Regions from separate parts of the Sus scrofa genome. Here regions 1 and 2 are each linked to region 3. Evidence: chromatin contacts called from public HiChIP or PLAC-seq data. All regions are on one chromosome and are shown on one strand. The core of a region is the stretch at or near the end of the contact, and the rest is flanking DNA. Distances in the headings are between cores, read along the strand shown.

The links. HiChIP or PLAC-seq counts read pairs in DNA pulled down with a chosen protein or histone mark.
Region 1: a contact with region 3 is called in an H3K27ac HiChIP or PLAC-seq map of alveolar macrophages. The contact joins the promoter of ARPIN here to the enhancer-like site in region 3. A contact is called at or near these places in 1 of 5 promoter capture datasets (liver), 4 of 47 Hi-C or Micro-C datasets (embryonic fibroblasts, heart right ventricle, liver and 1 more) and 2 of 2 datasets of contacts at active chromatin or transcription factors (alveolar macrophages and skeletal muscle).
Region 2: a contact with region 3 is called in an H3K27ac HiChIP or PLAC-seq map of alveolar macrophages. The contact joins two enhancer-like sites. A contact is called at or near these places in 1 of 47 Hi-C or Micro-C datasets (epiblast stem cells) and 1 of 2 datasets of contacts at active chromatin or transcription factors (alveolar macrophages).

Annotation. Positions count from the first base shown.
Region 1 is chr7:55,481,828-55,484,837 of Sscrofa11.1, reverse strand. ARPIN (actin-related protein 2/3 complex inhibitor) reads left to right here and starts at 1,303. Exons shown (of 6, transcript NM_001244544.1): 1 at 1,303-1,493. The coding sequence starts at 1,402.
Region 2 is chr7:55,441,222-55,444,222 of Sscrofa11.1, reverse strand. All of the region lies in intron 3 of AP3S2 (adaptor-related protein complex 3, sigma 2 subunit), which reads left to right. Among named protein-coding and RNA genes, the nearest start is that of AP3S2, 20 kb to the left of the region's middle. Within about 2 kb of position 1,487, at least 2 of the 83 cell types and tissues checked have an H3K27ac peak or open chromatin away from gene starts, as enhancers often do. A contact at or near this core is called in alveolar macrophages, where this site is marked.
Region 3 is chr7:55,635,871-55,638,816 of Sscrofa11.1, reverse strand. ZNF710 (zinc finger protein 710) reads right to left here. Exons shown (of 5, transcript XM_021098970.1): 2 at 1-44. The coding sequence starts at 16. Among named protein-coding and RNA genes, the nearest start is that of IDH2, 38 kb to the left of the region's middle. Within about 2 kb of position 1,411, at least 52 of the 83 cell types and tissues checked have an H3K27ac peak or open chromatin away from gene starts, as enhancers often do. A contact at or near this core is called in alveolar macrophages, liver and skeletal muscle, where this site is marked.

The sequences.
Region 1 (3,010 bases), core at 54-2,553, 150 kb after region 3:
GAATTCTCCTTTCTCCATATCCTTGCTAACTAACACTTATCTTTTGTCTTTTTTTTTGGCCAGGCCCACGGCATGTGGAAGTTCCCGGGCCAGGGATTGAACCTAGCCTGCTGCAGTGACAAGCCAGATCCTTAACTCACTGTGCCACAAGGGAACTCCTATCTTCTATCTTTTTGATAACCCATTCTAAGAGGTGGGGGGTGATATGTCATTGTGATTTTGGTTTGCATTCCCCTGATGATTGGTGACGCTGAGTAGCTTTTCATATAAATTTTGGGCATGCATATGTCTCCTTTGAAGAAATTTCTTTGCCCCCCCCCCTTATCTGGCTGTATCTGTGGCTTACAAAAGTTCCTGGGCCAAGGGTCCAACTCAAGCTGCTGCAGTGAAAACACTAGATCCTTAACCCACTGGGCCATAAGGAAACTCCATCTTTGCCCTCCTCCCTTTTTTTTTTTTTTTTTTTTTTTTGGTTTTGTTTTTTAGGGCCACACCTACTGCACATCGAGGTTCCCAGGCTAAGGGTTGAATCGGAGCTGTAGCTGCCGGCCTACACCACAGCCACTGCAACTCTGGATCTGAGCGGAGTTCAACCTACACCACAGCTCACGGCAACTCTGGATCCTTAACCCACTGAAAGAGGCCAGGGATGGAACTAGTGTCCTCATGGATACTAGTCAGATTCCTCTCCCCTGCGCCACAACAGTAACTCCCTAGAGTGAGCTTATTAAATCTTTACAACTCCTCTGACACTGACCCCATCTCATAGAGGAGGAGGCACGGGCTCAGAGAGGTTGAAGAACTTGTCCAAGCTCACCTGGCTGGGATTCTAACCATGGTAAGTCGCTGATCTGACATCTCAGCTCAGGCTCCTTTGCTACAGGTCCCCAGAGCTCTTCCCTCAGCCGCTCTGCGACCTCGCGCGTGGGGCGTAAAAAGAGCGACTCTGTGCTTAACCACTGCGCCGTCCCTGAGGGCTGTTCCCATTTTTCCGTTCCTGCTTCCTGGAATCCCATCCTTTCAGAGCTGACCGTACTAGCTCTCTTGGCCTCAATTTCCCTTGCGCGTGTGTGAGGCCTAGGTCTCCCTCTAGGAACAAGGAAGAGGGAGAGAACGAGAAGGGCGTGGCTCCACTCCCCGCCCTATCCCCACCCGCGGCAGAAGGCCAAGGCCGGGTCCCTGCAGGAGCCGGCCTCCCACCAAGCAAAGTCCCGCGGGCAGAAATGGAGCTCGGCCCCTTTAAATCCCGCGCGGGAACGCCCGCAGCCGCGCCGGACCCGGATCTGCGGCTGGGAATTGCCAGTCTCGGCGTGTGCTCCCTGCGCGGCTCCTCGCAGCGCCTTCCGCCCCGCGTGCCGGCTCAGTGCCCCGGGCCGCGAGGGCTCCGCGCCCGTGGGGAGAATGAGCCGCATCTACCACGACAGCGCCCTCCAGAACAAAGCGGTGCAGAGCGCGCGGCTGCCTGGGGCCTGGGACCCCGCCGCCCACCAGGGGTAGGCTCCGCCCGCATCTCCCTCCGCCTCCCGGGCCGGCCTGCGTCGGATCCCTAGGCTCCGCGTCGATCCCGGGCTCCCTGATTGGCAGGGGAAGGGGGGCGCCACCAAGATCGGGTACGGCTGGGAGGAAAGGCGGGGCTCACCGAAGGTCCCCTGGGCTCCAGACCGCTCTTCCCAGTGCTCCCCTCGGAGCGCACCCCTTAAGCCTTAAAACTCACAGAGGGTCGGTCCTGACTCCCAAACAGCGCTCATAAGACGGCGATTGCTTACCAACCTTTGTCTTTATCCCGCGCTGGCATATATCGGCTATAAACTTCACCACTTGCCCCTGCCTTGCCTTTAGGCCTTTTGCACACGGTGCACTCCGCTTCAGTAGGGACTGTGTGGTGCTGTGACCGGAACAGCGGGTGGGAGTTGGCCTGGGAGGGAGGGCCAGGCTTGCCTGGAGGCTTGAGTTGGATCCGGAGGGCCAGGCCCTACCATCACTGGCACGGAGAACAGAGAACGACTAGACCACTCCATTTGCAATTACAAATACAACTGAATGAAGGGATTAGCGGGATAGATAGGGGCGAGTGAGGTACTGGGAGTTTTAACTTTTCAGCCCCATCTCTTCACCTGCCCCACCCCTCTCCCATTTACGTGGTTCCAAAAAGGAAGTCCCCAGGTTCTGCTTTTGTGAGAATTAGGATTGGCAAGCCAGGGTCTGGTTCCCTTTAATGAGGGACTCTGATTTTTTTGTTTTGTTTTTTTGTTTGTTTTTTTAGGGCCTCTCCCACAGCATATGGAAATTCCCAGGCTAGGGGTTGAAGGGAGCTGCAACTGCAGACCTATGCCACAGCTACGGCAATGCCAGATCCTTAACCCATTGAGCAAGGCCAGGGATGGAACCCGAGACCTCAAGGATACTAGCAGGGTTTGTTAAGGCTGAGCCACGATGGGAACTCCTGGGACCCTCTGATCTTGGCCTAGTCACAAACCTTCTGAGTCTGGGTTTCCCCATTTCTAAAGTGGACATGAATGAGAGCGGGAGTGTGAAAGTGCTTTAGAAGTTCTCTTGTGCACAGAGGGTTAAGGACCCTGTGTTGTCACTGCAGCAGCTGTGGTCACTGCTCTGGTGTGGATGCCATCCCTGGCCTTCCATGGGAACTTCCATGTGCCACGAGGGCAGCCAAAAAATAAATTTTTTAAAAAGGAAGTGCTTTTTTTTTTTTTTTGGTCTTTTTGCCATTTCTTGGGCCACTCCTGTGGCATATGGAGGTTCCCAGGCTAGGGGTCTAATCGGAGCTGAGCTGCCAGCCTACGCCAGAGCTACAGCAACGTGGGATCCGAGCCGCGTCTGCGACCCACACCACAGCTCACATGGCAATGCCGGATCGTTAACCCACTGAGCAAGGGCAGGGATCGAACCCACAACCTCATGGTTCCTAGTCGGATTCGTTAACCACTGCGCCACGACGGGAACTCCAGGAAGTGCTTTAAAACACGTGACAAGAGAAGCTACTTAGACCCTA
Region 2 (3,001 bases), core at 238-2,737, 190 kb after region 3:
TTCATGTTTCAAACGACGAAAATAACAGTAAGAGGTTAAGAACAAAAGTACACAAGGCTGGACACAAAAAAATGCATCTATGAGATTTTATCCCACCTCTGGCTTTTGTAGATTTGAAAAGTATAGAATTCATGAGCTAGAAAATATTGTTGGGAGTTCTCACTGTGACACAGTAGGTGAAAAATCCAATTGCAGTGGCTTGGGTCGCTGAGGAGACGTAGGATTGATCCCTGGCTCAGTGAAGTGGGTTAAAGGATCTGGCATTGCTGCACTTGCTGTGTAGTTTGCATCTGTGGCTCAGATTCAGTCCCTGGCCCACGAACTTCCATATGTTATAGGTGCTGCCATTTAAAATTAAAAAAAAGGGAATTCCCTTTGTGGCTCAGTGGTAACAAACCCAACTAGAATCTATAAGGACGTGTTTGATCCCTGGCCTCGTTCAGTGGGTTAAGGATTCTGTGGCTTGTGGTGTAGGCCAGCAGCTGCAGCTCCAACTTGACTCCTAGGCTAGGAACTTCCATATGCTGCAGGTGCAGCCCTAAAAAGAAAAAAAGAAAAAAAATCCATCAAGTTTAATAGAAATACATTTAATCTGATTACAACACTAACATCAGTATCACTGATTTAATATTTACAAAAAATGATATTTCCCTCCAGCTTTATTGAGATATAATTGATATGTAATACATAACATTGTGTAAATTTGAGATACACAGAATGTTGATTTGATAAACCTATGCATTGCAGAATGACTACCGCAATAGTGTTGGCCAACACCTCTTACCCTGTCACATAATTACTATTTCTTTTTTTGTGTGTGGTGAGAATCATATTTTCTAGTACATAAAAATCATTGTGACATCCATGAAAAGTTAGAATGCTAGGTGTTTGGTGCACAAGGAGCTGACATCTGGAGAACTCTGTAAGTCCCAAACTTTAAATGTGTAGTCACCTTCAAACTGTATCCATTCCTCAATTGGAAGATGTCTAACCCAGTCCCACTCCTCTTCATGTGGGCATGTGATCTTTTGATACTTAGCATCCAGGTTTCCAAAGACTATTTCCTGTTACTTCATAGTCATATGACTTTCTCCATCAACCGAGCTGTATCCAGTGTTTTCGTTTTTATTTCTTGTTCAGCAAATTTCATTAGATTCACAGCTCCTGGGTTATAATAGCTAAATGTGGCTCTTCTGGTCTCTGCCAAAGCTTTAGCTTGCAGGGCTGCCGTTTGAGCCATCATAGCCACTCAAGGAGTTACTTGTGTTCTCGATGACAGCAGGACAGCAACATAGAAAAGCTCCAGTAGCTGCAGCTATTTCTTACTTTTGTTTTTCACCATTTCCTTTTCTTGTAATTTGTCCATCCTTTCCAGCCTCCTAGGATCAAGTTGTTTCCCACTCCTTTTTTCTCAGATGATGCCTTTTATGAGGCTTCGATCTTGAGTAACTTCCGCCACTTGATGACTTTCTTTCTTTGCAGTTGTGTCTGTCCTCCCCGTTTTCAGATAAATTTAGTTTCCCTATCTGTGAGAAGAATGAGTGTTCTTTGTCATTATGTTCCTCAAATTTGTTTTTTAGACTATTTTTAGATTCATGTCATACTCTTTTGCTGTCTGAGTCTCTAGCACATTCAGTTCAATCTCTTCATGCATTAGCATATTCTTTGCTTCTGTTCTTTCCTACATTATCTGACTTTTGTTCTCTTTACCTTGATCGTGATCTTGAATAATGATGTTTTGAGAAAACTTTAGGAGAAACAGATACACCTGACTGCCTTTTTTTGGCGGGGAGGGGGGGGAGGGCCACAGGTGTGGCACATGGAAGTTCCCAGGCTAGGGGTCGAATTGGAGCTGCAACTGCTGGCCTATGCCACAGCCACAGCAACGCCATATCCTTAACCCACTGAGCCAGGTCAGGAATGGAACCCGTGTCCTCATGGATAGTTGGGTTCATTTCTGCTCAGCCACAACAGGAGCTCCTGTGACTGCTCTTTTTTTATCTCTATCTGGGGCTGTCTTTTCTGGAGCTGTTCTGTCTCATTCTGTATCACTTGCTTATTGAGAACCCAATTGTGCCCCCCAAAATTCACATGTTGAAGTCTTAATCCCCAATGTGGCTGTATTTAGAGATGGGGTCTTTAAGGAAGTAAGTTAAGCAAGGTCTAAGGGTAAGGCTCTGATCCCATACAACTTACGTTCTTATAAGAAGAGGAAGAGACTCCAGAGGCCTCTTTCTTTCTGTGCACAAATCAAGGAAAGGCCTTTCATGGACATAGCGAGTCTGCAAGCCAGGAGTAGAAACTGATCCTGCAAGACCTTGATCTAGGACTTTTAACTTCCAACACTGCCGCTGGCCTACACCACAGCCACAGCAACACCAGATCCAAGCTGCGTCTGTGACCTACACCTCAGCTCATGGCAATGCCAGATCCTTACCCTATGAGCAAGGCCAGGAATCAAACCTGCATCCTCATGGATACTAGTGAGATTTGTTTCTGCTGAGCCACGACAGTACCTCCTTATTTTGTTATGGCAGCCCAAGAAGACTAATACACCAATCTTTTTTTTTGGTCTTTTTTTTTTGTCTTTGTTGTTGTTGTTGTTGCTATTTCTTGGGCCGCTCTCGAGGCATGTGGAGGTTCCCAGGCTAGGGGTCGAATCGGAGCTGTAGCCACCGGCCTACACCAGAGCCACAGCAACTCGGGATCCGAGCCGCGTCTGCAACCTACACCACAGCTCACGGCAACGCCGGATCGTTAACCCACTGAGCAAGGGCAGGGACCGAACCCGCAACCTCATGGTTCCTAGTCGGATTCGTTAACCACTGCGCCACAACAGGAACTCCCTAATACACCAATCTTAATTTCATTAACCCTCTTTAATGGAAACAGCCCCTTGGCACTGTGCTGCTGAGAAGTATGGTCTGCCTCTCCTTACATACTCCAGGCTTCTTAGTCCAGAGTCCTGGCAGTAGGGTAGTTGATTTTCTTCCTTTAAAAC
Region 3 (2,946 bases), core at 162-2,661:
CCATGAAGCCCTCCATCCCGTGGCGGCTGGCTAGGAGGGCATCGCTGCAAGAGGAGAAGGGATCGTTAGCACTGCCGGCTCAGTGTTGCAGAGACAACAGACAGACACACTCAGCAAGGGCTCAGCCAATTTTGGGGTGTGTCTGTCCCTGATGTCTTTCTATCCCTGTCTTGAGAAGTGGACACTTGTAATTATGGGGAGCAATGACACCCTTTGTGTATCTGACCATCTCCTTCATCTCCCTGTGGGATCATGGCTAAGCCCTGCCTCCACGCATGCCTCAGTCTTCCCACCCTTGAAACAGAGAGGTTGGCTTTCTTCAGTGGTTCTCAAACTATGTTCTAAATGTCCTCCAGTAGTTCCTCAAAAACTGGATCCAACATTGCAAAAAAAATTAAGATTCTCCTATTCTAAAAACTGATTTTTTTTTTTTTAAGGCTGCACCTGCGGCATATGGAAGTTCCCAGGTGCTTAGGGGTTGAATTGGAACTGCAGCTGCCAGCCTACACCACAGCCACAGCAGCACCAGATCTGAGCCACATCTGCGACCTACACTGCAGCTTGTCGGAGCCTTAACCCCGAGCGAGGACAGGGATCAAACCTGTGTCCTCATGGATACTAGTTGGGTTTGTTACAGCTGAACCACAATAGGAACTCCTAAAAGCTGATTTTTACAAAACCCATCTACTGAAATGGAATACATATACTTTGTCCCAACACATCCAGTAGGCCCACTCGCTTTACAGCCAAGGTGTAATTAATTTTGCATAGACTTTGAGACTGTACAGTGAGGTAGGTGTTAAACAATAGCCACCATTTGTAATGGCTTGGCCATGTGAAGGAAGCATTTGGGTTTTTTCACTGGGCCAAAACAAGGCAACACACAAAAATAAATTAGGTACCGAGGCCGATCTCAGAGAGCAGGTACTGCCATCAGCCCTTATGCTAAATGACTGTGTCTATCACAACAGGTCATTGTTCTTGATTAGTTAAATGTGAGACATTTAAGTATCTAAACTCATTGATAGCATAGCTTGTGTCTGATTTGTACACTGGAATCCCATGTAAGATCTGATTTGGAAGACTGGTTCTGTGACAAACCAGAATAAGTTTGAGAAAACCGGCTCCCAGGTTCATGGTCAAGCACTCAGATTCAACAGGTGTTTTTGAAGGGTCGAAACCTCGGGGGCAGTGGCTTCCAGCCTTCCTAGGGGCTCCAGCGGCGCCACAGCCCTCCATGCCCTCCAACCTTTGCACACGGGAACCGCTCCAACTCCCCCGCCCCGCCCCGCCCCGCCCCGCCCCTGGCTCCTCCTGCCAGCCCCCCAGGCTTCCCAGCCCTCCCCACAGGCCCGGATGTGGGAGGGCCTCAGATACTCATCAGATTGTACCCCGCCCCCAGCTCCATAAGGAAGGGGGACTGGGTGGCTCCCGCCTGCCTGCCTGCCTGCCTGCCTCGCCCGCTCTCCTCCCAGGCCAGGGTCAGGTGCACGGCCGCTGGCGGCGGCAGCAGCGGCGGCGGCGGCGGCACTTCCTCAGGAAATGCGCTCCGGCCGGGGCCTGGTGTCTCCCTCCCCCCACAGGCCAGAGGAGCTTCCCCTTCCTGAAGCAGCTAAAAATAAAATACCCCAGAGAGACATTTAGCCTCCTTGAAACAGACACTAAAGATGAAGCGTAAAGCGGGGCTCTCATGGAAGAGGGCTGATAGAACGAAACCTCTGCGTCCACCTTGAACAGACTGGGGGGCCTGATTCAGAGCTCACCTCCCACCCTCCGTGGGAAAGAGCACTCAACTGGGAGTCAGGCAGCGTGGCCTCAGGTCCCAGCTCTGTCATGTGCAAGTGACTAAGCAAAGTTCCCTCAAAGTCACTTTTGCATCTCAGTTTCCCCATCCCCACATGGAGATGCAAACACCTACCCATGGAAGGGTAGTGAGTGCCGAGGCCGCAACATAGATGAAGGGGGTTAGTTAATTACAAAGCCCTCACCAAATGTAAAGAATCACTTTTATCCACCTAGATCTCTGGATCTTTTCTCTTTTTGTCTTTTTAGGGCTGCACCTGAAGCATATGCAAGTTCCCAGGCTAGGGGCTGAATCAGAGCTACAGCTGCCGACCTACAACACCAGATCCTTAACCCACTGAACGAGGGCTCATGGATACTACTTGGGTTCGTTACCGTTACTCTTCTGATGAAAACCACAGAGCTGAGATTTCTCTATTCTGGGGCCCTAAATTCAGCAAAGGTTTGGGTGATTCTGCGACAGCTGCTAGGCACTGCGAACTCATTCAAATATTTGCTAAGTCCCTGCTATGGGTTGGGCCCTGCGCTTAGAGGGAAAGGTGGACGAGGAGGATCCCTGCCCCCAGGGTGTCCAGAGCAGACTGCTGTGCCCCTGGCAGCTTTTTGTGTCTGCTGTGGGTTTGAGAAAATGAGCAGCTCAGCGCTTTTTCTAGACTTCCCCAAAGGCAGGGCCAGGGGAGCAGAGGGATGGACCCTCCACAGCAGAGCCTCTGGTCAGGACTGGGCCCTGGATTCCAAGTTCAAATCTGGACTGTGTCCTCTTCTAGCTCAGGCACATCTGTCACATCCTGAGCCTCGGTTTCCTCATCTCTGCGGAGGAAGTGGTGCCTGACTGCCGGGGTAGTGAGATGAGATGAAGAAAAGATGAAGACATCGGTGGCAGGGTTAGTTCCCTACCCCCTGGGCTTTGCTCCCGGCCCCAGTCCCCGGCCCCACCCCTCTTCTGGCACCTGCAGGGAACAGGAGCAAAGAGACACTTAACATGGCTTTGTTGGCAAATGAGCAGGCAAACAAACAAACACACAAAGCTGGAGCCAGAGCACAGGCTGGGTTTGGTTCCCTCAGGGAGGGTAAGTGTGTAACTTACAGAAGGAACCTTCTGAGAGTGAAAAGGGCCACTGCTAGGGCTTACACCAGGACCCC